Linked DNA regions of Mus musculus: regions 2, 3, 4, 5, 6 and 7 are each linked to region 1. Evidence: chromatin contacts called from public Hi-C, HiChIP or PLAC-seq and promoter capture Hi-C data. All regions are on one chromosome and are shown on one strand. Each heading gives the region's core, a stretch centred on a gene start, on an enhancer-like site or on the middle of the called end of the contact. The rest is flanking DNA. Distances are from core to core; before and after follow the strand shown. Region 1 holds the start of Trrap (transformation/transcription domain-associated protein). Region 2 overlaps Baiap2l1 (BAI1-associated protein 2-like 1). Region 3 has its middle 15 kb from the start of Gm33552. Region 4 holds the start of Zscan25 (zinc finger and SCAN domain containing 25). Region 5 overlaps Baiap2l1 (BAI1-associated protein 2-like 1). Region 6 holds the start of Zkscan5 (zinc finger with KRAB and SCAN domains 5). Region 7 holds the start of Arpc1b (actin related protein 2/3 complex, subunit 1B).

The links. Promoter capture Hi-C pulls out the DNA fragments that hold promoters and counts their contacts. A called contact is a pair of places that touch in the nucleus more often than the background predicts. HiChIP or PLAC-seq counts read pairs in DNA pulled down with a chosen protein or histone mark. Capture Hi-C pulls out chosen DNA fragments and counts their contacts.
Region 2: an H3K4me3 HiChIP or PLAC-seq map of bone marrow-derived macrophages shows a contact between it and region 1, with 4 times the contacts expected there. The contact joins the enhancer-like site here to the promoter of Trrap in region 1. A contact is called at or near these places in 15 of 39 promoter capture datasets (the C10 cell line, the HPC-7 cell line, HPC-7-derived erythroid cells and 9 more), 3 of 484 Hi-C or Micro-C datasets (the G1E-ER4 cell line, the N1E-115 cell line and nephron progenitors), 17 of 115 datasets of contacts at active chromatin or transcription factors (the 230-238 cell line, bone marrow-derived macrophages, cardiomyocytes and 9 more) and 3 of 9 other capture datasets (adipose tissue, liver and macrophages).
Region 3: a contact with region 1 is called in an H3K4me3 HiChIP or PLAC-seq map of stem cell-derived neural progenitor cells, with 25 read pairs. The contact joins the enhancer-like site here to the promoter of Trrap in region 1. A contact is called at or near these places in 5 of 39 promoter capture datasets (cranial neural crest, embryonic stem cells, liver and 2 more) and 12 of 115 datasets of contacts at active chromatin or transcription factors (embryonic basal ganglia, embryonic forebrain, embryonic limb bud and 5 more).
Region 4: a Hi-C map of CD8 T cells shows a contact between it and region 1, with 2.7 times the contacts expected there. The contact joins the promoter of Zscan25 here to the promoter of Trrap in region 1. A contact is called at or near these places in 2 of 484 Hi-C or Micro-C datasets (both in CD8 T cells), 1 of 115 datasets of contacts at active chromatin or transcription factors (memory CD8 T cells) and 2 of 9 other capture datasets (adipose tissue and liver).
Region 5: a FOXA1 HiChIP or PLAC-seq map of pancreatic cancer cells shows a contact between it and region 1. The contact joins the enhancer-like site here to the promoter of Trrap in region 1. A contact is called at or near these places in 10 of 39 promoter capture datasets (the 3T3-L1 cell line, 3T3-L1-derived adipocytes, the HPC-7 cell line and 7 more) and 12 of 115 datasets of contacts at active chromatin or transcription factors (bone marrow-derived macrophages, embryonic basal ganglia, embryonic forebrain and 6 more).
Region 6: a contact with region 1 is called in a promoter capture Hi-C map of liver. The contact joins the promoter of Zkscan5 here to the promoter of Trrap in region 1. A contact is called at or near these places in 7 of 39 promoter capture datasets (the C10 cell line, cranial neural crest, frontonasal cranial neural crest and 4 more), 1 of 484 Hi-C or Micro-C datasets (erythroblasts), 3 of 115 datasets of contacts at active chromatin or transcription factors (the SCID.adh cell line, bone marrow-derived macrophages and memory CD8 T cells) and 2 of 9 other capture datasets (adipose tissue and liver).
Region 7: a promoter capture Hi-C map of the HPC-7 cell line shows a contact between it and region 1. The contact joins the promoter of Arpc1b here to the promoter of Trrap in region 1. A contact is called at or near these places in 13 of 39 promoter capture datasets (the 3T3-L1 cell line, the C10 cell line, the HPC-7 cell line and 9 more), 6 of 484 Hi-C or Micro-C datasets (CD4 T cells, CD8 T cells, LSK cells and 3 more), 6 of 115 datasets of contacts at active chromatin or transcription factors (bone marrow-derived macrophages, effector CD8 T cells, embryonic stem cells and 3 more) and 3 of 9 other capture datasets (adipose tissue, liver and pancreatic islet).

Annotation. Positions count from the first base shown.
Region 1 is chr5:144,766,806-144,770,329 of GRCm38.p6, reverse strand. Trrap (transformation/transcription domain-associated protein) reads right to left here and starts at 1,536. Exons shown (of 71, transcript NM_001081362.2): 1 at 1,483-1,536.
Region 2 is chr5:144,281,634-144,285,322 of GRCm38.p6, reverse strand. It overlaps Baiap2l1 (BAI1-associated protein 2-like 1), which reads left to right. Exons shown (of 14, transcript NM_025833.3): 7 at 727-879; 8 at 3,166-3,333. Among named protein-coding and RNA genes, the nearest start is that of Gm15708, 6.4 kb to the right of the region's middle. Within about 2 kb of position 1,547, at least 93 of the 459 cell types and tissues checked have an H3K27ac peak or open chromatin away from gene starts, as enhancers often do. A contact at or near this core is called in adipose tissue and bone marrow-derived macrophages, where this site is marked.
Region 3 is chr5:144,410,181-144,413,727 of GRCm38.p6, reverse strand. No RefSeq gene overlaps it. Among named protein-coding and RNA genes, the nearest start is that of Gm33552, 15 kb to the left of the region's middle. Within about 2 kb of position 1,862, at least 16 of the 459 cell types and tissues checked have an H3K27ac peak or open chromatin away from gene starts, as enhancers often do. A contact at or near this core is called in neural stem cells and stem cell-derived neural progenitor cells, where this site is marked.
Region 4 is chr5:145,278,273-145,281,940 of GRCm38.p6, reverse strand. It overlaps Zscan25 (zinc finger and SCAN domain containing 25), which reads right to left and starts at 1,470. Exons shown (of 6, transcript NM_001081431.2): 1 at 1,314-1,470. It overlaps Gm38740 (a long non-coding RNA gene), which reads left to right and starts at 892. Exons shown (of 2, transcript XR_868692.2): 1 at 892-1,552; 2 at 2,355-2,435.
Region 5 is chr5:144,319,895-144,323,552 of GRCm38.p6, reverse strand. All of the region lies in intron 2 of Baiap2l1 (BAI1-associated protein 2-like 1), which reads left to right. Among named protein-coding and RNA genes, the nearest start is that of Dmrt1i, 36 kb to the left of the region's middle. Within about 2 kb of position 1,717, at least 66 of the 459 cell types and tissues checked have an H3K27ac peak or open chromatin away from gene starts, as enhancers often do. A contact at or near this core is called in embryonic stem cells, pancreatic cancer cells and trophoblast stem cells, where this site is marked.
Region 6 is chr5:145,202,398-145,206,010 of GRCm38.p6, reverse strand. It overlaps Zkscan5 (zinc finger with KRAB and SCAN domains 5), which reads right to left and starts at 1,452. Exons shown (of 6, transcript NM_016683.2): 1 at 303-1,452. The coding sequence starts at 716. It also overlaps a transcript of Zkscan14 not described here.
Region 7 is chr5:145,111,764-145,115,511 of GRCm38.p6, reverse strand. It overlaps Arpc1b (actin related protein 2/3 complex, subunit 1B), which reads right to left and starts at 1,256. Exons shown (of 10, transcript NM_023142.2): 1 at 1,171-1,256.

The DNA of each region.
Region 1 (3,524 bases), core at 287-2,786:
TTAAGGACACCTTTTGCATAATCTGAATTCATCATGAAATACTACTCTTCTTCAATACTCCCCCCATCCCACCCCAACCAGTTTAAGAAAATATAAAACCAGCTAAGCATGGGGGCAAATGGTTTTAATCCCAGCACGCAGGGGACAAGAGGCCAGCCTGTTGTACATAGTGAATTTTAGGCTAGTCAGGGTTACCTGAGACCTTGGGAAAATATACACACTACATCATGGTAGAGCCTTGTCCTGGGTTTTATCCCCCAGTATTGTATAAATAATAAACTATTCTCCTAAGCATTACCTCAAAGACTGTGGATCTTATCTACAGTCGAGGCACAAAACACAAAGCATGCTTTTTATCATTACATTTTCTTAACTGGGGTGGAAGAAGGTGTGTGCCACACAGCACATGAGGAAGTCAGGGGACCACTTGTGGGACGTCTGTTCCTTCCATCCACCGTGTGGGTCTCAGGGATTGAACTCGGGTCATCGGGCTTGGCAGCAAGCAACCTTTACCCACTGAACCAACTCACCGGCCCCAAAGCATACTTTAAAAGCACCACAGTGACTTGGAAAACAGGAACGTTGACTCCTGGCTCATAAGGTAAAGCGCTTGGAGCCAAACCTGGAGACCTATCTTGATATGTGACCACAGGGTGGAGGGGGAGAACTGAGTCCCACAGGCTGACCTCTTAGCTCCACATGCATGCCGAACACACATACACAAACAAGCAAATGCTTAAAAAATAAAAAGCTGAGTGTGCCAGTGCACGCCTTTAACCCCAGGACTCTGTGGATCTCTGTGAGTTCTAGACCAGCCAGGCCTACATAATACCAGAGACCCTGTTCCTAGGGAGAGAAGAGAAAAGCTAAGGATACTATCAGCCTTGCTACCGTGACTTGGCAAACTCTTGCTTTTCCTATCAGAGTTCCTCCTTCAAACACTGGAGGTCCCTCATACTCACCGACTATTAACTAGACTCAGGGTCAAGGCATTCTTAAGAACAAAACAGAAGCCCTAATCCTGGCCAAACTTTTTATCTAGCTTTTCTGCTGTGGAGGCGGTGTTGTGTAGCTCGGGTAGGAGGAGCAGGCTGATGTAGATGTACGGTTGGCCTTGATTGTTGAGCTTCCAGCCCCGACCCCTGACAGGCCTGTGTACCATCACCCCAGGGCTAGGAGGTTCTGGGGAATCGAACCCAGGGTTTGGTGTGCTAGGGGGACACTCTACCCTCTGAGCTATAGCCCAATCATCTGCGCAAACTTTTGCGACACTTAATCTCCTTTTTATAAGCCACTCAGTAAAAGTGCCACTTCCGAGCTCCCACCCGATCCTCCCAGGGACCAGGCCTAGCTTCTCCCTGGGCCAAGAACCTGAAAGCAGGGGGCTACCCTATCCGCCTGTGGATTCTGGAAGGAGGTTCTGAGCTTTTCGAGAGGATATGGATTCAGGCCTGGATGCCCTCGAGCCCACGGAGTCCCCACCCAGGTAAGGAAAAGGCAAACGGCCCCACAGCCCGCCGTCCTCCATCGGGTCCGCCCCGCCCACGACGCCCGGCTGGCTGGACAACGCGCCTCCGGGCCGCCAGGGGGCGCCGTAGCCGCCGCTACCTTCACTCTCAGCGTCTGGCCCAGAGAGCCAGGAGCCTGCGTGGAGGCCCGCAGATGCCAGGATGGCTTTGGTGGGGTGCCGCAGCCCCCTCGACTCCTCACTCAATCCCTTCGCGTCGCAAACGGCCTTCGGGTTCCCTCCTTTTGTCGCCGATCCTTCCCGGGACTCTCAGCGACTGCCCCCCAGCAGGCCGCTGAGCTACGGCAAGCGCCGAGGGCCAACCTCCGCGGCCGCTAGCGCTGCGCGTCCCTCCATCCGCTCCAGCGCAGCCCGGCGCCGCGGAGGACTAAATGCTGCAGTGTGGCTGATCTAGTTTAGGAGGGCTCCTGGGGGGCCGGAAGGACCTCGGTCAAGCAGGGACAGCCTTCTCCACTTCTCCGTGGAGCCGTCGTGCTGCACCGACTCTCTCCCACGCCTGAGACACGCACGCGCGTGCATCTCCCGGGACCGTTCACCCGCCCTCCCTTGCGCTTACCGGGACCTGCCGACTAGCCCCCAGCATCCGGGCCCGAGTCCCCAAGAACTCTCGCCGCCGACGCCGCTGCTGCTCCTCGCTCAGTCCCGCCCCGGCTTAAAGCCGCGGCGTCCGCCCACCAGAACTAAGCTCGGGCGCACCGCCCCCAAGTGGGTGCGGCCTGGGCGGGCAGCGGGGCAGGGAGGGGCGGTCTGCCGCCTTGGGTGGGCGTGCTGTCCTTTTAAATCATCGCCTGGGTGACCTATCTGCTGAGCACCTAGGCCGGTGGGGCTCTGGGCTGCTGCAGCTTCAAGATTCGTCATCGCCTCCACACCCAACCCCGTGTCCCTTTTCCTCGCAGGAACCAGACTGAAGGGTGATTGACACCCGAAATACCTCTCCAGTTGGTTCACTGTGTGTGTGTGTGTGTGTGTGTGTGTGTGTGTGTGTGTGTGTGTGTGTGTGTATGTGTGGCCTTCAGGGCTGGACTTCCTTCCCTGAGATTTTATTTTTCCTCTTCCAGCAATGCTGGGTGTTGAACTTAGGGCTTCACATCCACTAGGCCAGCTGTGTGTGTGTGTGTGTGTGTGTGTGTGTGTGTGTGTATGTGTGGCCTTCAGGGCTGGACTTCCTTCCCTGAGATTTTATTTTTCCTCTTCCAGCAATGCTGGGTGTTGAACTTAGGGCTTCACATCCACTAGGCCAGCGCTCTATTGCTGATCAGCCGCCTGAGAGTGAAGTAGTTCCTGCAAGACTTTAATCACAGCACTGGGGGGGGGGGGGGGGGGGGGGGCCGGGGGGGGGGAGGCAGGCGGATTTCTGAGTTCGAGACCAGCCTGGGATAGGGGCAGATAGACTGACATCCAGTTGGCTTAAAGGCAAACTCGGGTGTTATGCTGCTAGGTCACCCTGAGACAACTACATTTGTCCCGCTTGTAGCTGATGCCCTCCCTTCAAGACAAAATTGGAAGGTGACAGACCTCAAGCCAAGCCAGAGCGGTGAAGAAACGTGGTGGGGAGTAGGGGTATCCTGTGATACCCAGATGAGGACGAAGGTCTTTCTTTGAAAGGGACAACTCAGCCGGGTGTGGTGGCTCACGCCTTTAATCCCAGCACTCGGGAGGCAGAGGCAGGCGGATCTCTGAGTTCGAGGTCAACCTGGTCTACAGAGTGAGTTCCAGGATAGCCGGGGCTACACAGAGAAACCCTGTCTCGAAAAACCAAAAAAACAAAAAACAAACAAACAAACAAACAAAAAAAACCGAAAGGGACAACTCTATCAATTCTACACTACCGAGTAGGTTCTGTGACAACCACTAACAGTGAAGTGAGCTCGGTAACCATAGTTACCCGGTTTTGATGAACACTGTGTAAGCGATGGCCTAAACCCCACTACCTCCCGCCTCCTTGTATTTATATCCTGCAACTTCCTGTTCCTGATCTGAAAGCTTGAAGCACCAG
Region 2 (3,689 bases), core at 298-2,797, 490 kb after region 1:
CAGCACATGCCAGGAACCCCAGCTCTCTCAAGGCTGAGTTGAAAGGGTCTTAAGTTCTAGGCTAGCCTGTGCTACATAGTGAGCCCCTGTCTCAAAGAAAAGAAAAACAACGTGCTGGAAATCTTAGTGATGCAGCATTTCTCAGAGTTAAGGTAATGGCACAAGGTACTTCCTGGCATCTCCCCTTAACTCGGGGAAAAGAACCTCAGCGACCTTTGTGATCAGCATGACTGTCCCTCCTTTTTATTTTCTTGCTTGCTTGGCTTGTTTGTTTGAGACAGGATCTCTGTGTAAACCAGATTAGTCCAGGACTGGCAGAGACCTGTCTGCTTCTGCCCCTCAAGTGCTGTTGTTGAAGGTGTGCCTCACCACACGAGGCCTCACTGTCCGCACTTTACCATGGGAAAATGAGGCTCAGGCTAAGTCCTATGATTGGCACCTGGAACTGTGATCAAGCTTGGAACTTTCTAAGATGACCCTAGTCATCCCTAGAGTACAGAGTTGTATTAGGACAGCTGCTCTGTGGTGACGTTCCCTGCATGAGTCAGTGACTTAATGATGGCGGTATTCTCTCAGGCCAGCTTACACGTATTCTGTGCAGTGTTTATCTGCATTTAGTGTTCACTCCATAATAAACTAAACAGGTATAAAGGTGGCAGTTGAGAAGTGTCATGCCATGCAGCAATCAGGTGCCTCCTGTCATCTTTCTATTGTTTATTTCCATAGTATGTGGAGACGGTGACGTCTCGCCAGAGTGAGATCCAGAAGTTCATTGCCGATGGCTGCAAAGAAGCCCTGCTTGAGGAAAAAAGGCGCTTCTGCTTTCTGGTGGACAAGCACTGCAGCTTTGCCAGTCACATACACTACTATCACATGCAGGTGAGTGTGCGACACATTGCACTAAGTGTGCCGGTGGCTTTATCTTGTACGGAAGGTCCTTAAACACCTTTCCTTACAGAGTAGCACAGGTGAGCAGTGGGCCCTTGCCGCAGTACAGGTGGAACGGATGACCAAATAGCCACTTTAAAATCCTTTTTAAAAAACGACACCTTTGAGGCTGCAGTTGTAACTCAGCTTGCCCGGCATGCACTGGGTCTGATCTCTAGCACACCTCATAAATTAGGGCTAGTGGTGCACACCAGTGAGCCCCAGGAAGTGAGGCCACGAAGGTCAGAAGTTCAAAGCCATCCTAAGCTATATAGTGAGTTTGAGGCCAGCCTGAACTATGTCTCAAAAACAAAGACACAATCTAAAAAAATCAACTTTTGTAGACGCCTGTGTATCCTGGGTGTCACTGCCTTGACTAGCCCCAGTCTCTGGGTGGTTCTAGATGAACATGGATCTATATATAGCCACCTCTACCCGAGGCCACAGATACCCCTCTCCATTCACACCCATCATGACGTTGGGTTTTGTTATTTTTCACTCTTGTTTACAGTGCTCACTCATGATCACCTTAACAACGGCTGGCTTGGTTCCCGCCTTCTTACAGACGCAGCTGTTAGAGTAGAGCCCAGCGACACTTACACAGCATGATCAATTTCCCTTCCTCTTTTTTTTTCCTTTTAATTCTCTTGAGACTTTGTAAGCATCCCAAGCCAGCATGATTGAGGTCAAACATTCACTGTTGTTCATAAGCATGTGATTTAAGACAGTGTTCCAGAATAGAAGTTCTGCAAGAGCTAGACCATAAGCCAACTCTTCCTCGGGGAGAGAACCCCGCCCTTTTCTGTGCATGTGTCACACATTCTGTAAGTTTTGTAACTTGAATATGCAGCTTCCTGAATCAGATACGTAAAGGTCTAAACGGTTATAAAGAAAAAGAACTGCTGTCTTCGGTGCTGGCTTTTGTGTCTGCCCTGGTGTAGATGCATCCGTAGATGACCACAGTGAATTTACCAGGTCAGCACTGCTGAGTATCTGCATGTGTGCTTCCATGCTGAGGGCCTCCTGCTGCGGCAGAATGGCAGGATCACAGCTGCAGAGGATGCAAGCAACCTTATTTTCTTCCTATGGCAATGCCCCACTATATCAGGAGCTAACCTGGGCTATCTTCAGGAAGCTCTAGTTACCGACAGTGTCTTTCTTAGATTTACTTGGGTCCCAGTAGTACGCTGTGGAGCAGCACAGACCAATCCTGCTTCTTTTTGTACCAGAAGCATCTTCAGCTCTTTGAAAGCTGCTGCGGGCGGGATTTCCCTTGTTGCCGTTAGGGATGTATGCTAGTCCTTCCTCTAGCCAGTGCTAGCAGGTGGTCCTTAGTCCCCCATTCCCCAGTGTGTCAGGGTCAGAAGTGTGTGTGCTTGCAAAAGAGTAACTAGAGCTGTTACCATGCAAAGCAGCTTCAGAGAGGGAGCCCTGCTTCCTTGTCAGACCAGAGCACTGCCCTGCACAGACGGTTCACTGAGAGGCTCACTACAGGAGCAGAGCCAGGCTATGGGGGCAGGAATGGCCCCTCAGCTTCAACCTCCAGAATGTGCAGTGTCTCAGCTCTGCCCATCTGTCTCTTTGTGCTGCCAGCCGTCAACTGTGCGAGCCTGTTAGACGATGACAGGAGCCCTCCTAGCACAGATTCCTACCTGCTCGCCCACCCACCTCTCCACCTGCAGGCTCTTCCCACAGATGGACTTCCTGGAACAAAGTCTGATTCATTTGCCTAACACTTTCACTCTTGGGCCTCTTACCACAGTACACGTGTTGATTTTAGAAGGACTAGTAGGAAGATGGGGATTGTCATTTCCAGGGACATCTAGAAAATGAGAGACTCATATTGGTTGCTTGCCTCTTCCCTTTTGGCTTTTGAATGGCTTTTTGTTTTGTTTTGGTTTTGGTTTTGAGATGTACATGAGTGCACACATACATACATACACACACACACACACACACACACACACTAACCATGCACTCATTTATGGTCCTGTGTTACCTGGAAGTTCTGTCTTCATGCTGAGGAAGCAGGTAAGTTACTTTAGGTCCTGAGTCTGCCTCTTCAGCAACTGAGACACAGGAGATATTCATAGTTGCTTAAACTGCTGAGTTAGACTGTGAGCCCCACACCTGTGGCAAATCAGTAAGATGTCTGTAGAGATGCTATTTGAAGTAGTCTTTATCAGCTCTTATAACGCTGAGCCTTTGCCTTTAATTTTGTTTCTTCTGTATTTATAGTCTGCAGAGTTACTTAATTCCAAGCTGCCCCGGTGGCAGGAAACCTGTTGTGATGCCACAAAAGTCCCAGAGAAAATCATGAACATGATAGAAGAGATAAAGACGCCCATCTCCACCCCCGTGTCCGGGACGCCGCAGCCATCGCCCATGATCGAGAGAAGCAAGATGGTAGGATCAGTTTCCTTTCTACATGCTTACTAGTATGCATTAGTTCAAACTGACCCAAAGGACCAGGACTGACTTCAATAGACACACCATGAGCCCTCCTTTCCTATTCCCAGACCCCCATTCCTAACCTTTCCCATCTTCTGTCTTCCTTTTGAACTAGAATTGACAGTGCAGATGTTTGATGCTCTGCTTGACCATACTACCTTTGCTTTAGAAATGTCATTGTTACTGTATTCCAACATAATAAGTTTTTCCCACTGATGGCACTATAGAAATCTGAAAGAACACACTAGAAAGCTCTGGTGCCATCTAGTACCTGGAAGACAGCAGCAGGAGGATCATAAATTTGAGGCTGG
Region 3 (3,547 bases), core at 613-3,112, 360 kb after region 1:
CTCTGATTTGCACATTCTGTAGCCTATGAATTCATGGGCATGAGCCCCCCCCTCTCACACACATACATACATACATACATACATACATACATACATACATACATAAGTGTGCAATTTTTAAGAAGAGAGAAAGAAGATACTGGAAATGTAGCTCAGTTATTAGAACGTTCACCTAACATGCATGAGGCCCCGGGTTCAATCCCCAACCCCCCATAAAGCCAGGTGTGGAGATGCACACCCTTAATCCTCAGCTTGAGGACTGAGTTTGAAGCCAGAGTCTGGTGTCAGGGGGGGGGGGGGGGTGACATGTATCTGTGGGACCTGAGGACCCTTCATGTCACCAGGCTCTTCCCAAACAGACCACTGCTACTGAGGATGCCTGCTTCATTGATATTGTCATGTCTTCCCGTCCTTTCACTAAAGAAAGACACTTTCATCTTTTAATAACTCATGTCTTCCCAGGGACATTTTTAACTTGAAAAAGAAAAAAAAGAGAGAGAACCCTCAAAACTTTGAAAATCACATTAAAAGTTGAATCCTGAATATCTGTACCTCCCCCTCAAGATCAAAATACTGTATTTTTGCAAATGACAGAAATATCAAATGTCTTTCCTCAGTCATCTGTCGGTCTGGCTGACACATCTCAGAGACAGACGGCCACACTGCTGGATTTTCGCCTTTATATGTATTTTAATGGGCCGTGTGCAATGATGCTGATGTGATAAGAAAGCTTCCATATGGCCACACTGACACCCTTTTTAATTTGGCTGAGTGTGATTGCCCTCTCTTGGAGTGTTTCTCTTTCATCTTGTTGTATATTTTGTGTCCATTGCTTCCCTTCCTGGCTCTCTCCTGTGTAAATCAGGCTCAGTATGGGACCACCCTCTTTTCCATTTAGTATAAAACCTGGTGTATCTGTGGACATGTACAGGAAGGCCAGGGCCCTGTTGCCATGGGAACTGGTGCTACTTCTCTGGATGCTGTAAACTTCACCTCTGTGTGTGTGTGTGTGTGTGTGTGTGTGTGTGTGTGTGTGTGTGAGAGAGAGAGAGAGAGAGAGAGAGAGAGAGAGAGAGAGAGAGAGAGAGAGGAAGTCGTCGCACATATGAAAGTCAGGGGATGACTTTTCCTTATTCTCAGGGATTTATGTTTAATATGCAATTGTGTGTAGTTGTGCAGGTCCGTGGATAGGCGTGCAGGTACCTTGGAAGACCATAAGAGGATATCAGGCTCCCTAGACCTGGAGTTTCAGATGGTTGTGAGCCACCTGAAGTGGATGCTGGGAACCCAACCTGTGTCCTGTGAAGACAGTATGTGCTCTTACCTACTGAGGCATCTCTCCAGCCCCAGACTTCCAGAAGTTGGTTTTTTTTCTCCTTCAACCTGGTTAAGGCGGGGTCCCTTTTTGTTGTTCCTGCCATGCAGGCTGATTCCCTGCCTCAACATCCCCTCATGGGATTATATATGCACACCAGGGCATCCATTTCTGGAGACCGAACTCAGGCTGTCAAGTTTACACCTTAATCCCCTGAGCCATCCTGCCCACCTAAGCTCCTGTCTCCTGACCTCTGACACTTCTCACTTAACAAGATCCAGACCTTTCAACTCCCGGTACTATACAATTCCTCTCCCTCCCTTTGCAAATGCCACCAACCATCTCTATGAGCAGCAATCACGGGAACTAATGCATGATTCATAGGCTGCTCCTGGCCTGGGAGTGGGTGCCAGGGGAGAGGATCAGGAGGCCCAGAGAAGCACTTTGGTTCAGGGAACATTCGTTCATTGATGCACATCTGTGCTGCCTGGAAGTGCATTAAAGAGAATGAAATGCGCTGCTACTTTTAAAAACAGCTTTTGAATGTGCAAAGTGCCCAGGGAGGGTGGGGCCGGAGGGAGTCTGACGAGGCCCTGGGCTGTGCCAGGGCTTCATTCCAGCTTTGTCCTTGAAGCAAAGCATAAAGTGCAGTGTGCACCAGGGTGACTTCCTGGGCACTTTGGGGAGGAGATAAGCCCATCTCAGTAATAGTAGGAACATTAAGAATGCAGAACTCCAGGGCTCCGTTCTGTCACCAAGCAAGCTGAAGATCCTTTGAGAAACAAGAATGGCTTCCTCACCCTGGCTTGGCAGGGAGATCCCTGCAGCCTTCATCCCAGAGTAGCCAAGTAACTTCTCATCCTGTCTCGGCCTCAGCTCTACCAGAAACCATCCAAAGCATTTAGGGAAAGTCACAAATCCTGGTGACCTAGTTAGCTTTCACTGTCAACCTGACACAACCTAAAGTCTGACAGAAAAACCTCAATGGAGAAATTGCCTAGGTCAAATTGGCCTGTGGCTTGTCTTTAGGGGACTGTCTTAAGTCTTAGTTGTTGTAGGAGGGCCCACTGCGTGTGACATCATTCCCTAGGGCACACTGTGGGTGGCATCATTCCCTAGGGCACACAGTGGGTGACATCATTTCCTAGGGCACACAGTGGGTGGCATCATTCCCTAGGGCACACAGTGGGTGGCATCATTCCCTAGGGCACACAGTGGGTGGCATCATTCCCTTGGGCACACAGTGGGTGGCATCATTCCCTAGGCAGGTGGTCCTGACTATATAAGATACCTAGCTAACCAGCAAGCAGCATCCTTCCATGGTTTCTCCCTCAAGTTTCTGCCAGACTTCCCTGACTATACTTCTATACCTAGAAGTATAAACCAAATAAACTCTTCCCTCCTCAAGTTGATTTTGGTCCATTTTATGACAGCAACAGAAAAGGAACTAAAGCAACCTGGTGTTAGCGGAAGTGTGTGCTGTTGATTCCAGAACCGCCAGATGGTTCCCCACCCATTGTGACGGGCTGGTCTCACGGCACATTCGGTACTGTGGAGTTTTCAGAGGATCACTTCTCAGAGAGAGCAGACCTACAACAAGAAAATCCAATGACTCAAGAGGGCCAAGATGAGAATTGAGTCCAAGATACACGTGTCCGTTGTCGCGCCCAGGAGCGTGTGGTAGAAATTCCAGCATAATTCCTTATAAGGAGAGGAAAAGTCAGGGCTTGGCATGTAGCTGAGCTGGAAGAATGTTTTTCATCACACATAAAGCCCTGGATTCTATCTCCAGCAATGCATAAAACCAAGTGTGGTGGCTGGTGCACACCTGTAATCCCAGCATTCAGAAGAACCAGGCGCACAAGGCCACCATTGAACACATGAGTTCAAAGCCAGCATGAAATACATAAAATCCCATCCTCCTCGAGACATAAAAATCGGGATATGGCGGGCTAGCTTGCCACAGCGCATAAGAAGCACACGTAGCTTTTACATAAGTTATGTAATGGAGGCTGAGCCCTTGATCAAATTGGCTAGCCGGCCCAACCAAATGGGTTGTCACCATGAATGATAGCTGTCTTCTCTCTGAAACTGTGAGCCTAACACAAACCTCCCCGCTCAGGTGGCTCCATTTGATACTTCGTCACAGTGACCAAAAAAGGAACCGATACATAGACCTTGCTAAACAGCACTCCTGTGGGAGTCTACATTATTCCTTGGCTTATGAGTGAT
Region 4 (3,668 bases), core at 221-2,720, 510 kb before region 1:
CAGGTTCACTTCCCAGCACACACATGGTGCTTCACCATGTGTGTGCTTACAGACTGGAGTCTGTAACTCCAGTTCCAGAAAATCTATTGCATCTTCTGGACTCCAGGCATACAGTACACAGACATACATGCAGTAAGGAAAAAAAAAAAAAAAAAACTCATCACATAAAAATAAAAATATGGGCTGAAGAGATGGCTCAGCAGGTAAGAGCACTGACTGCTCTTCCAGAGGTCCTGAGTTCAAATCCCAGCAGCCACATGGTGGCTCACAACCATCTGTAATTAGATCTGATACCCTCTTCTGGCGTGTCTAAAGACAGCTACAGTGTACTTATATATAGTAAATAAACAAATTTAAAAAAAAAAGTTGTGGGCCACTATACTCAGCTATATACATATACGTACACATACACACACACACACACACACACATATATTATACACATGTACGTACACACACACACACATATACATATATCAAAAAAAAAAGGACGAAAGAAAAAGTTGAGTGTACTGGTGCACACCTTTAATTTCAACATTGGGAATAAGAGGCAGGCCGATCTCTATGGGTTTGAAGCCAACCTGCTCTACATTGTGAGTTCCAGGGCAGTCAGAGATACATAGTGAAAACCTGTCTAGAAAAAAAGAAAGATGTAACAGGCCTGTCGTTAGTGGCCTGAGAGGCCAAGGCAGGAGGATGGCGAGATCCAAGCCAACCTGGGTACGATGAAACTGGAAAAGAGGGAGAGCAGAAGAGGATGGAAGGAGGAAAGAGAAAGGGAGGAAAGAATGACAGGTGAGTAGCAAACATAACACCCTAGGAAAAAGAGGCTGCGATGCAGACCGTAAAAAAAAAAAAAAAAACCAGAATCAGTCTTGTTTACTTCCGGGGCAGGCGGGCTGACAAAACAGGCCCCAAGCCCAAAGCAGTAAGGCGCTGTGCTCATTAGCGCAACTAGGGTGCGGCAGGCCACGTCCTTATGTTACATATGGTATTTCTCTGTCCGCCTGTGAAACTGATTCCTCATCTTTCCACCTCTAACACTCATCGTTCTGCTTCATCCAGCTTTCTCGAACGTCCCTGCTACTGTCTAGCTCGGTCCGCCAGTGCCCTGGGGCAAGCGGCCCCCGTGGATCTTCCAGGCCTCTGGCAGACAGAAGGCGCCGCGTGGCTATTCTTCCCATCCCTGTCTTGCATCTGCGTCTAAAAACGCTTAGCGTCCCTTTTCGGAGTCCCAGGGTCAAGGTCTTCCTGCGGGTCCTGGACACCTTAGGCCCCCAGCCTGGCCCGACCGCGACCCGCATGGATCTTACCTGAGATCACCGCTGTGCGTGGAGCCTACGACCCCTGGCCCGCTGCTGCCCCGCCGAGCAGCAGCTTGCTCCGTCCAGCCCCGCCCCGACCCGGCCTGCCCGGGGCCTTGACTGCGCGCTTAGCACCTGCCCAGGCCTGCGCGGACCGGAAGTGGGTGGCGGATGCTGTCAAGCAGGTGCCCTATGGAAAGGGCTGACGTCCGGTTCCTCTCTAGGAAGCTCGGAGGTCCGAGAAGGAGGTATGTCTCTATGGTCGGTCATGGCCACTCCAGGTTCCCATCTCCTGGCTCTATTGCACTTCCATATATATATGGAATAAATAAATAAATATATATTTATTTATTTATTTATTCCATATATATATATTTTAATGAGTCTCTACAAAAAGTAGTTTTTCTGCCCTAGTCTGAGAGATGGATTAGTCTATGTGTAGAAACATAAATATTTTAACATTTGTCTAGGTTTATTTAGTGTGTGTCAGAGGACAACCTGTGGAGTGGGTTCTCTCCTTCCACCACATAGGTCCCAGGAATAGAACTCACACATCGGGCTTGGGGGCATGCACTTTGACCCAATGAGCCATCGCACTGTCCCCAAACATAAATATTTAGAAGGCAATTGGACAATATGTTCTTTTAAGAAAGGTAATAGTTTTAACTGTACCTTGACAATCTAGGATCATCTAGGAAGAGTCTTTTTTTTTTGGGGGGGGGGGGGTCGAGACATGGTTTCTCTGTGTAGCCCTGGCTGTCCTGGAACTCACTCTGTAGACCAGGCTGGCCTCGAACTCAGAAATGCGCCTGCCTCTGCCTCCCGAGTGCTGGAATTAAAGGTGTGTGCCACCACGCCCGACTGGAAGAGTCTTAATAAAGTGTTAGACAATCCCTCCGGGACAGGGTGGCCTGTGGGCATGATGCAGGAAGAGCCAGTCTACTATGGGTGGGTTTGGGTCTTGGACTGTATAAGAAGGGAGATAAACAGTAAGCATACAGATACTAATTCATTTCTCCCTGCTTTTGACTGTGGATACGATGTGACCAGCTTCTTCAAGTTTCTGCTGCCTTGACACCCCTACAATGAGGACTGTAATCTGGAATTGTGAGCCAAAATAAACGGTCTCCCCAAAGCTGTTTCTGCTTGTTTCTTGGTATGTTTGCTTGCTTGCTTGCTTGCTTGCTTGTTTTGTTTGAGACAAGGTCTCTCTATGTAGTTCTGGCTGTTCAGAAACTTGCTGTATAGGTCAGGTTGGCCTTGAACTCAGAGAGATCTGCCTCTGCTTCCCAAATGCTGGGATTAAAATACTGTCAGTACCATGCCTGCCTAATGACTGTATGCTTTTAACTTTCTCATTTTAGTGTACTAACTATTGCAGAATTCCTACAAAACACATGTATACTGGCTTCTCTGGGAAAACAAAGAAACATCTTGTGATAGGAGGGTTGTTTTAGAGCAGCTGACATTTTAGTTAGGCTTAGACATGATTTCCTCTTTCAGGGAAAGACAGGAAACGGTGTTGGAACTAGAGACTGGTGCTCAGGCCAAATATGGTAGTGCATATCATTACTATTAGCACCAAGGAGGCAGAGGCAGGCAGATCCCTATGAGTTCCAGGCCAGCCTGCTCTACAGAGTTCTGGAACAGCCAAAGCTACATAGTAAGACCCAAAATGAAGTAAATTTTTCATTTTGCTTTGGTTTGGGTTTTTGCTCTGCATTTGTTTGTTTGTTTGTTTGTTTGTTTGTTTGTTTTGAAACAAGATTTCTCTGTGTAGCCCTGGATGTTCTGGTTCACTCTGTAGACCAGGCTGGCCTCGAACTCAGAGACCTGCCTGCCTCTGCCTCCTGAGTTAGCCCTGAGGGGTTAAAGGGATGTACCACCATGCCCATTTTAGCGCATAACTCTTTAATATCATTAATTCAAATACCTATTGTGATTATGTTCTTTTTTTAAAAATTCAGTCATTTGAATATTGTAATACATTCTCTCCCATTGACCTCCAGGTTTGGATTTTGAAGAATAGTTCAACATAGTGGTTATTATTATTATAATATTATTATTATTATATATTATTATATATTATAATATCATATATATTATAATATTATAATATAATATTATTATTATTTTAAGAAACTGAAAAAATTTAAAAGGAGAAAAGATAAAAAGAAAATCCTTGAGTAGGCAGCAGTTCAAGGAATTTTGATAGGATCGTATTCCAGTTTCGTTCAGGCAGAATCACGGCCAATACAAAGGAGTGGAGGATTAGCCAAACTTCATGAACCAAAGGCAGCAAAGACCATCAAGGACGGGGAGGTATGCTTAGGAATACTCACACAGATGGAGGAAGAGCAGAGC
Region 5 (3,658 bases), core at 468-2,967, 450 kb after region 1:
GTGTGCCTGCAGGATCGTACAGGCTGCACAAGTACTAGTCTAGTGTTAATGAGGCCCTAATTTTAATCCCCAACAAAAGTAAATAAACTCAGGACCCAGGTTGCTAGGTGTCTTGAAAAGGTTTCCACTGAGAAGACTGATAAGCAGCTACTCCTGCACTCCCATTAGAACTGAGTGCTGCCGGGCAGTGGTGGTGTACACCTTTAATCCCAGCACTCTAGAGGCAGAGGCAGGCAGATTTCTGAGTTCAAGGCCAGCCTGGTCTACAGAGTGAGTTCCAGGACAGCCAGGGCTACACAGAGAAACCCTGTCTCAAAAACAAAAACAAAAACCAAAAAAACCCTGAATGCTATTAGAATACATTGATAACCACCCAGAAACAGGGCCTAGGCAAGACCGTGCACTGTTTGAATGACTAACAAAGAAATATAGATCATTCTCACAGGGATCTGGGCAATAGTGATTGGTGTGGACTGGAGCAGTAAGAGACCTTGCAAGAGCTCAAGCTAACAGATAAGGACAGACACTGCTTCGAGCAGAAAAGATGAGCCCTGGGCACACCACACTAACATAGGGAGAAGCTTTGACCGTGGGACTGGAGAATGCCAGCTTAGCTAGGTGTTGCACTGTGGCAACAGGCACCTACCATTGCACAAAATACTGCAGCGTCCCACAGATTTGATGGCTTAAGACACCACCTTCAATTTCCCCTGTAAGACAAGGTAGCTCTCTGCAGACTCAGGGCTCACTCTGCTTGACACACTCTGTCCTCAGGTGACCTTTCTCCATCAAGGTCCTTACTATAGCAGCATTTAATGGCCTAGCATTTACTAGGTTCCAATGCAAGTCATGCTGGCTGGTACTGCACTGACCAAAGCAGGAACCACACAGACTTGAAATCTGAAGGGGTGCAGTTCATTAAAACAATTATAATATGGAATATGGACTTGTGGGAGACCCATGCAGGCTTTGGCAGAGTAGGAATCCACTGAAAGTGTTTCAATAAAAAATGTTATCAGTAGGGCATAATACATGCCTTTATTCCAACCACATGAGTGCCCGAGGCAGGTGGATCTATGTGAGTTCCAAGCCAGCCTGGTCTACATAGTGTGTTCCAGGACAGCCGGACTACATATGAGACACTGTCTCAGAAACAAGCAAAAAATTATCCAGTAGAGCTATATATGTAGAGGACTCTAGATTGAGGAGGTGATTAAACAATCACTAAATAGAATTCATAAGTTTCCTTAAACAGTAAGGAGCAGAAACTCTCACAAAGCAGGGCAAAGTTATCAAAATACTATTTCATATTTTATTAGTTCTGGATAACTTACATAGTTTTAAAGTTAATTAAGCTTGATTATAAAAGCAAAGCTATTTTGGGAGACTGAGGTTACATGGTTTTAAATATAAGTCAACAGTCACTTTTCAAAAGTCTCAATTTACCTTAGGTGTAAACCAGAAATGTTAACTGTTGCGTGATCCTGAAGGCAACTCCCCCACCAGTGTGCGCTTCAGTTTATCTTACTTTACAGCTTAAACCTTTCATTGCAACACCATCTACTGAGTCGACATTTTGCTGGCAGCACACTTGTTTTTAGGTGGAGTTGCTTTTCCTTCAGTTCCAGCTACAGCTCCATGATTTAGAGCGGAGGAAGTGAAGTACCTCAGCAGGAGATGTGTACACTGTGTCTGACTCATGCTGACCTTGGGGACAGCCTGAAATGTCTCCGCTCCACTCCCTTTAGCAACCGGAGCTGATAACCTTCCCTTCCCTTGTCCTAACAATGCTGGGTAGATTAGCTAAGTACTGACCTGAAAAGCCTATATAAATGCAGTCTGCCGTCCTGTAAATTCTCCAGTCTTATAAAACACCAGGATAGCAGAATATTGCATGGCTTCAGTTTACATGCCGATACAGTAAAAGCCTTAATTTATATTTTTTAAAACTCTATAGTAAATGCTGAAATCAGTAAAATTACAGGAACAGGAATTTGGCCTATAATAATTTGGCTACACCTATACATGATAAATCCTCTGATCTTTTTCTCTACTTCCCCTTAAAGGTCCACCTATGAGGTATGGGGATGTAGCTCAGTGGTAGGGTGCTTCCTAAGCATGTGAAAAAAATGCAAATAGGGTCTGGAGACCTGGCTCCGCAGTTAGGAGCACTTGCTGGTTGTGCAGGGGACCAACCTGGGCTTCATTCCCAGCACCATCAGACAACTGCATATAGCTCCAGCTCCAGGGGATCTAATGTCCTCTTCTGGCCTCTCAGGGCACCTGCATGTACTGGTCATGTTCATGCACAGACATACGCAGACATGTAATTTTTTATCTTAATTAAGAAAAACAGGGCCTGGGAAGATGGCTTAGTGAGAAAAGTGGCTATCTCAAGTGTGAGGACCTGAGTCTGCTCTCCAGTTCCCATACACAGATGTCAGACGTGGTGGCACAAGCTGAGGAGCCAGAGACAGGCAGGTCACTGGGACTCATGGCTCAGCCAGTCTAACCTCGTCATCGAGCTCCAGGCCAATGGGAGGCCCGGTCTCAAAGGAGGTGGAGGTGGACGGTGCTACTGAGGATGGCACCCAAGGTTGTCTTCTCTCTGACACATGCATTCATGAGCATATGGAGACACATACACGCACTAAATAAATAACCTACTTCTCAGCTTGGCCTGGTGGCATAGGTTTGTAATTCCAGCTACTTGGGAGGCTAAAAGCAGAATTACAAAATCAAGGCTAGCCTAGAAGAACTTAGTTAGACTCTGCCTCAAAATGAAAAATAAAATAAAAAGCCTAAGGGAGTGATTCATTGGTAAAGCACTTACCTAGCCGTGGGTTCCATGTCCCGTACAGGGAGACACTTAAAAACAAACTGGGACAAAACGGCCCGGGCAGCTTCTGACTGCTCTGTGGGCAAGGAGAAGGGACCAGAAGCCATTTTAATCCAAGCTCCTGTACTCTCCGGGGCTCCAGGAAGACTGGTTTCTGCGTCTGAGTTTAGGGAAGGGTGGAGATCTTTTCCTCCAAATTCACAGTGGCTTCGGCTGGGTCTTGTTGAAATGCTGCTTCAGGGCTGGTTTGAAGGAGAAACGGTTTTTAGTTTTCAATTTAGTTATTTTACATTGTGTATGTGTGTGCGCGCGCGTGTGGGTAAGGGAGCTCACTGAAGCTAGAGACATTGGCTGCCCTGGAGCTTAAGTTACAGAGGCTGTGAGCCTCTCAGCATGGGTGCTGGGAACCAAACTCAGGTCCTCTGCAAGAACAAGATGCACTCTTACTGCTGAGCCATCTCACCATTAAAAAATAGTCTTTTTGATTACAGAAATATATTTTTTAGGATGATGAGAACCTAGCATCTGTTGCAGTAAAACCATTGTTTCTGTGGGTAGGAAAAAGAAGGAGAAAATTTGGGTTTTTGGTTTTTTTTGGGTTTTTTTTTTGGTTTTTTTTTTTTTTTTTTTGGTTTTTCGAGACAGGGTTTCTCTGTGTAGCCCTGGCTGTCCTGGAACTCACTCTGTAGACCAGGCTGGCCTCGAACTCAGAAATCCGCCTGCCTCTGCCTCCCGAGTGCTTGGATCAAAGGCGTGCGCCACCACGCCCGGCTTTGGGTTTTTTTTTTTTTTAAGTAAGTTTGTAATTTTCAGAATGCT
Region 6 (3,613 bases), core at 203-2,702, 440 kb before region 1:
AAGAAGGGCAGGAGTAGGAAGAAACACATTATTCTTTAAAACTCATTACATGTTGGGTACAGTGGCACACGCCTTTCATCCTAGCATTTGGAGGGGCGGGGCAGACACAGGTGGATCTCTGTGAGTTCGAGTCTACATAGAGATCTCTGGTCTACATAGTGAAATCCAGAACACCCAAGGATACATAGTGGGGCTGTCTCAAAAACAACAGCAAAGCCAGAATATGAACGACTGAAGCACCACAGGGCTAAGACTGCATGGCAGCTCCTTCCTCACTGTCCCCGTTTCCTCTTGCAACGCACCTGTTGTCTGCGCTCCTCCAGCTCTCTCTGGATACTCTCTATCACAGCCACGGCTTCTTCCCCACTCTCGGGGTGATGCTCTCTCACCCAGGCCTGAAACTCTTCAGGCAGGATGGTGAGGAACTGCTCCAGCACCAGCAGCTCCAGGATCTGCTCTTTGGTGTGCAGCTCCGGCCTCAGCCACTCACAACAGAGAACCCGGAGCTGGCTGAGAGCATCGCGGGGTCCTGCTGCCTCATGGTACTGGAAGTGCTTGAAGCGCTGGTAAAAAGTCTCAAGCACTGGCCGGTTGTATCCCTGCATCCAGGAGCAGTCCTCTTCTTCTACTTTCACTATGAGAAGGTCTGCTTGCTCTTGCGAAGTCTCAGCGGGAGGCTCTAAGTGTATAACTGCCCTGGATTCTGTCATTATCATTCCAACTGAAGAGTCTCTAGACTCTAGCCCGTTACACTAACCCGATTTGTTCTCTGCTCTTCTAAAGGGCACTTTTTGTAGTGAACAACCTTACTGGAATGTCTGGAATTATTATTAGCTAAGAGAGGTGGCAACGACGTCATCTAGACTAAAGAAAAACCACTCAACAAAGTCATTCACTTTAAGATATAGAGAAGTTAGTCATCACTTCTCCCATAAAACAGCTAATAGCGACTACGTCCAGATTTTAATAACGTAAAAAAAAAAAAGGCCATTAAAAAGTGACATCAGGCCCAACTTAAAACAGTTTTAAAAATGAGAAAGTCCATATCTCATATAAATAACGGGACAAAATTATTCCAGACGGAGTCGTTTCTTCTCTCGATCATAAGCCAAACTGAAGTCAGTATAGGAATGAAACCCATTAAAATGGTCATATCTCATTCTGGCTTTCAAGCCATAAGAGCTTGATAGATAAACGAAAGACTTCATTAGTTCTATGAGAAGTACGGTTATACTAAAAAATTTGGACCTGGATTCTTTGTAATAGCTCCTGACCTGGAGACAGAGACCAGCCGGGTCAAGGTTAGGGACAGGACTCCAGTGTGGACACAATGTCCTACCAGCTCCTCTCCAGTCTTTAAGTCCCGGGGACCCAAAGATCAAACTCCCCGCAGCCCAGGCTTGGAAGATGGAGTTCTCACAAGCCAAGAGAGAGGCAAGTCCGACACTTTCCAACAGTTCATCGCCGGAAGTAACCAAGTACGAGCTTCAGCCATAAATCCCACCCCCAAGAGCGCTTCCGCAGCCTCTCTAGGAATCCCGGAGGTCCTAGCAGCACAGCGGGAAGGAGGAGCTACTCCTGAGCCCGCCCCCTTGTGGAGCTGACCAATCAGTCACCCTCAAGCAAGAGGCTACAAGAGCCTGGGGAAAATAGAGCTAATCTATTTCCCACCCCCAAAACCAGAGCATGGGCTTAGCTCAAGGGTAGGAATCTAGGGGGCCGGTCGGGGAAAACAAACAAACAAAATAGGTCCACCCTCTCTCTCCTCTGATTGGTCGAGCACAGCCTCACCCACCCACCCACCGCAGCACTCTGGAATTGAAGTAGGTCTGCACCATCCTGGCCACTTTTCTAAACACGCAAAGATTCTTTATTGCCCTAGAGTGGCTGAGGCTCTCGGGACTACATCTCCCAAGGAGCTGCGCGCGAAGTCTAGCCAATATGGCTGTGGCTCTCTGTCTCCAGGGCTTATTAATATGCTGCCGGGGAGGCAGACCTGACTGGCTCCGTGATAGAGGCTCTTACTGCCAAGCCTGATGACATGAGCTGATCCCTGGACTTGAGACATCCAAAAATTGTCCTTTGACTTCCACAGCTCTCCATGTAAGCCCCTTCCCCGCAGGCATTAGGTAATTTTTTAATGTTAAAGGGCATCAGGGTGTCTAGTCCGAAAGTTATATCAATTAATTGTTCGTATTTTTTTTCTATTGCTTCTGCACTTGACTAGCTTTTGAAAAACAAAACAAGCCGCGCGGTGGTGGCGCACGCCTTTAATCCCAGCACTTGGGAGGCAGAGGCAGGTGGATTTCTGAGTTCAAGGCCAGCCTGGTCTACAAAGTGAGTTCCAGGACAGGCAGGGCTACACAGAGAAACCCTGTCAAGAAAGGAAGGAAGGAAGGAAGGAAGGAAGGAAGGAAGGGAGGAAGGAAGGAAGGAAGGAAGGAAGGAAGGAAGGAAGGAAGGGAAAGAAAGAGACAAAACGAATGCAGCAGAGGGAAGAAAGAGAGAGAAAAAGGAAGAAAAAAAGAGAAAAACAAAACAAACAAAACGAATGCAGCAGAGGGAAAAAAGCGCCTGTTGCTGTATCGGCTGAAAAGCTGAAAGATGCGCCCAGAGCATGGCAGCCAGGCGGCTGGGGAGAAACAATAGTTTGAAGACAGAAGTTTTGCTTAAAGCCTGTTACCCTAAATTGTAAATCCCATTTTAAATTATCTACCCCTCTCTTGAGGCGTTTTCATCATTTTCCAAGTCCTTCGAATACTGGTAGTATCAGAGAACCTGTTGTCACACTTCAGGGGCCCACCAAAACAGACTACCGTGGAATTGCAACCCCTGCCATCAGTGGAAGACCTAGTTACAGAACTAAGGTCACAACACTGGGGGCGGAGGGAAGGGCATCTCTCAAATCCACGACTGAAGCAAACTGTATTTTGAGGTGTACCCGGGACTGTCTAGCGGGCCATCTCACTCTAAATCACTCCTGTGGTTCACAACCTTCAGTAATTCTAGTTCTAGGGTATCCGATGCCCTCTTTCTGGCCTCTGGCTGGCCCGGAACTCTCGTAGGCCAGGCTTCCCTAGAACTCACAGAGACCCGCCTGCCTCTACCTTCTGAGTTCTGAAATTAAAGGTGTGTGCCACTAATGCACTTCAAATTATTTGTTTGTTTTTTCAGGCAGGGTTTCTCTATGTAACCCTGGCTACCCTAGAATTTCTCTCTAGACCAGGCTGGCCTCAAACTGAGAGATTTTCCTGCCTCTGCCTCCTGAGTGATGGAGTTTTTTGTTTTTTAACGTGTACAGTGTCTTGCCTGAATTATATCTATGCATCACAAGTGTGCCTACTGGCCACAGGATGCCAGAAGAGGGCAGTCAGATCTCTTGGGATTAGAGTAAGTGTGCTTGTTCCTGTGGTGTCAGAACTAAACTCTGGTTCTCTGGGGTGTTTTTGGTTTTGGTTTAACGTGATTTATTTATTTTACCTGTCTGTTGTGGCACAAGGTTTTAAATCCAGAACTGGGGAGGCAGAGGCAGGCAGATCTCTGTGAGTTCGAGGCCAGTCTAGTTCCCAGAGCTAGTTTCCATAGCCGGGACTATACAAAAAAACCCTGTCTC
Region 7 (3,748 bases), core at 7-2,506, 350 kb before region 1:
TCCAGGACAGCCAGAGCTATACAGAGAAACCCTGTCTCGAAAAACCAAAATAAATAAATAAATTTTCATTCACACAGACCTTTGCCTTGCACGCTTCATTGTGTGTCTTTGAGTGCCCATGGGTGTCGGGGTATTCGAACTCAGACCCTCAGGATTCCCCCTCCCCAACTCCACCCCTGTCAGTGCTTTTATTCAATGCTCCATCTCCCAGCCCCGCACATTCTCTTACAGTAGAAGCCCACGTGGTAAATCTATTCCTTTTTTATTGTCCACGTGAAGAAGTTGTTCCCTCCAAGTCGCCCCGCAGGGCTGCAGCTTCGGACCCCACCCCACCCTCCCACCTCATAAGGCCAGGTTCAAAGGAGTGCAGAAATAAGGTCTGCAGCAGCAGACAAGCAGGCACTCTGCCAAGTGTACTAGCCACATTTGGCAGCTAAGCCTCCAAATCTGGAAGGTCCCCATTTTCCAGGCAAGGCAAGTTGAGCTCTAGAGAGGCGAGGTGGCTCGACTGCGTCAGCAGCCACACCGCCCCAGGCTGGAGCTGCCTCGCGGGAACAAGCTTCATGGCCAGCACCTGGGCTGGCTCCCAGTTCAGGATTCCAGCCTATTTGCGGGCCCCACCGGGACCTGCCCTGTCCGGGGTGGCCTGGCTGGGTGCCCCTCGAGCCGCCAGGGTCCGCTCGCCCAAGCTGGGTGGAACCAGGAACCTGGACCCCTGCCGGGTATGGTCACTGGGGGATGAGGCGGGGCAGGGGTGCTAGCTCATTTCCCGGTCGCAACAACCCGGAAGGCTGCGGACCGAGGGGGAAGTGACTGAGCGTGGGGCCCTGCGCCCAAAGTAACGGGGCGACACGGGTCTCGGGGATCGAAAGCGGGGCCAGGAAAGCGGAGAGGGGGCGCGAGGCTGGGGCTGTGCCGTCTCGATGGCGTCGAGTGCGCGGGGAATCTCTGCGATTCTTCCCACCGCGCCCCGCATCCCCAGAACGCCGCCCCCCACTAGCTCCTTGCCAGCCCCACCCTCGCCGGGAGCCCCACCAGGCCCCCATGCACACGGCTCTCCACTCCTCTCTCATCCCCATCCCCCTCACCGTCGAACATCGCCTCGAGTCCCCTGACTTCTAGGTGGCCTCAGACACCACACACACCTCGCGACCACCCCGCGCCCCTCACCTCGGGTCTCCTCGGCCGCGGACTCTGGACAGTCGACGCGCCGAACCGGCTCTGAGACCCGCGCAGCGCCGCAGCCACTTCCTCGTGGGCGGGGGGCGGGGCCTTCGGGCACAGCCCCGCAGGGACCGGGGGCGGGACCCGGGCGGCTGTGGCCAGATCTCAGGGCCCGCCCACCCCTCGGGGTACTAAGCCGCCCGGACCTCAGTTAAGTCCAGCTCAGCCCAGAATTCGTTCGGAGATCGCACGCTGTTGCCCCTAACTACTTTCTGAATGGGGAAACTGAGGCTGGAAGAAGGGGGGGGGCGCTTAGAGGGCGGAAGCCCGAGATCGGGCAACCAAGAATTCAAAGGTTTTGAGGCCACACGCAGGCACCCCGCAACTTAATGACTCCTGCCCCGCCCCTCGCACTCTAGGTGCACCCCAGCCGTGGTTCCCCAGACTCTGTGTCCCAAAGATGGCAGAGTCGCTGGCGTCCAGGAAGAAGAGCACTGCCACTCCAGGTGACTTCTCGCTTCGGAAGTCCACACACTTCCCTCCAAGTTGCTGAGTAGCTTTGCAGTCAGGTGATGATGCTCCAGGGTCAAGGGTCTTCCAGGTTAGGTGCGTCTCAAGTTCCTTTTGCTGTGCCTCCCACCTTCTGAGAGCTCCTCTCTAGACTCCCAGCAATCTCCTGTATCACTAATTCTGGCTTAGAGGTGCCTGTGATAACCCACACCTGTCATCCCAGCACTGGGGAGATGGAGGAAGAGAGATGAGATTCGAGTTCACCCTTGGCTGTAGAGCTGGATGAAGGCCAGCCTGGGTTACATGAAACCCTGCCTCAAAAAAACCAAAGAAATGGGCCAGTAAGATGGCTCAGATGGCAAAGGTGCTTGCTGCCCAGCCTAAGGACCTGAATTGAACTCCCAGCACTGACTTCCACACACATGCCAGCCATAGTGAACTAGAGTGTGTAAACATACACACACACACACACACACACACACACACACACGCAGGGTAAGTAAATAAATTAATACTTTTTTTTTTTTTTTGAGCCAGGGTTTCTCTGTGTAGCCCTGATTGCCCTGGAATTAGCTCTGTAGGCCAGACTGCCCTTGAACTCAGAGATCCGCCTCTGTCTGTGTCTCCAAGTTCTGAGTTCTGGTATTAAAGCAGTGCATCATCATGCCTGGTGTAATAAAATACTCTAAGTTTGGAGCAGTTGCTGCAGTGAACACCCTGCCCATGTTCAGTGATTATGTATATGTGTGTGTGTGTATACACACACACACACACACATATACATATATAATGGTGTTGGGATTCAAACTCAGGGCCCTGCACACACAGCAGACGCTCAGTCACGGAGCTACATCCCCAGCCTTCACTTAAGTCTCCTTAAGTTTCTGGGGCTGGACTTGAAGTTACGTAGGCCTTGAGCTTGTGATTCTCCTGCCTCAGTTCCCCGTGCCACCAGACCCACCCAGCTCAGTAAGATTTAGCTCAGGTTTCCACGAGTCATCCTCCTGCCACAGACACAGAGGAGCCATGATCCTGCGCCCCCTGCTTTGCTGTTCCTGTAGGTTTGTATCTGTAGCCCTGTGGGTCAAGGGCATCCCTGGCTGGCAATCTGTCCGTGCTCGCTCAGCTCCATAAAAGCCCAGCAATGGCCCCAGGAGGCCTTGAGTGATCTGACTCCATACGCCTGTGGTGTCCTACAGTTCTCTGTCCCGGGGTAGTAACCTAAAGTGACCCAGTGTCTTCAGAGGATGGACAAAGCAAAACCAAGCCCAGGACTCTAGGAAGTGGCCCACTACAGAGAAGCCCCTCTGGGTGAGCTGTATGCCTGGAGGGCAGTAACCCTCAAGCGGAGGGGAGTCCTCAGAGCAGAGCATAGGACAAGACAATCCTGCAGAGAAAACCAGAGCACTCACTGGTCAGCTCTGGTCAGCTTAAGCTCAAGCGTCTTTCAAGAGGGTTAAGATTCATGGACCAGGTGTTTTGTTTTGTTTTGCTTTATGATGGTGGGTATAACCCAAGACCTTACACATGCACTGAGCCACACAGACCCTAGCCCCTCACAGAGGGTGAGTCTATTCAGTTCTTCTCTGAATGCGATGGTAGGAGCTTGCACCTCTTGAGAAGAAAGTCACTGTAGGTAGTGTTGACTTGCTCACTCTGTCTGGTGTGAGGTGCTGCTCTGAGGTGAGTAGCTGGCCTCCACCTCACCCTTCTGTGCTGCCACAAGCTGTGGAGCCAAGTGACTATAGACTGAAAACTTTGAAGCCATGAGGAAACACAGATCATGCAAGTGTGCTTCTATGCGTGTGTGTGTGTGTGTGTGTGTTTGCCAAAGGTCAGTCTTCCTCAGGCAGCTTGTGTTTTGAGTTTTTCTCACAGAGTGTGTTAGGTTGACAGAACTTTGCACCCCAGGGATCCTCCTGATTTCACCCTCAGTGCTAGGATCATAGGTACATGTCACTATGCCACTTTTTGTTCATTTTTGAGGCAGGTTCTCTCAGTGTAGCCCTAGCTGGCCTGAATTCACAATGACCAGCCTGCCCCTGCCTCCTGAGTACTAGGATTAAAAGTGTGT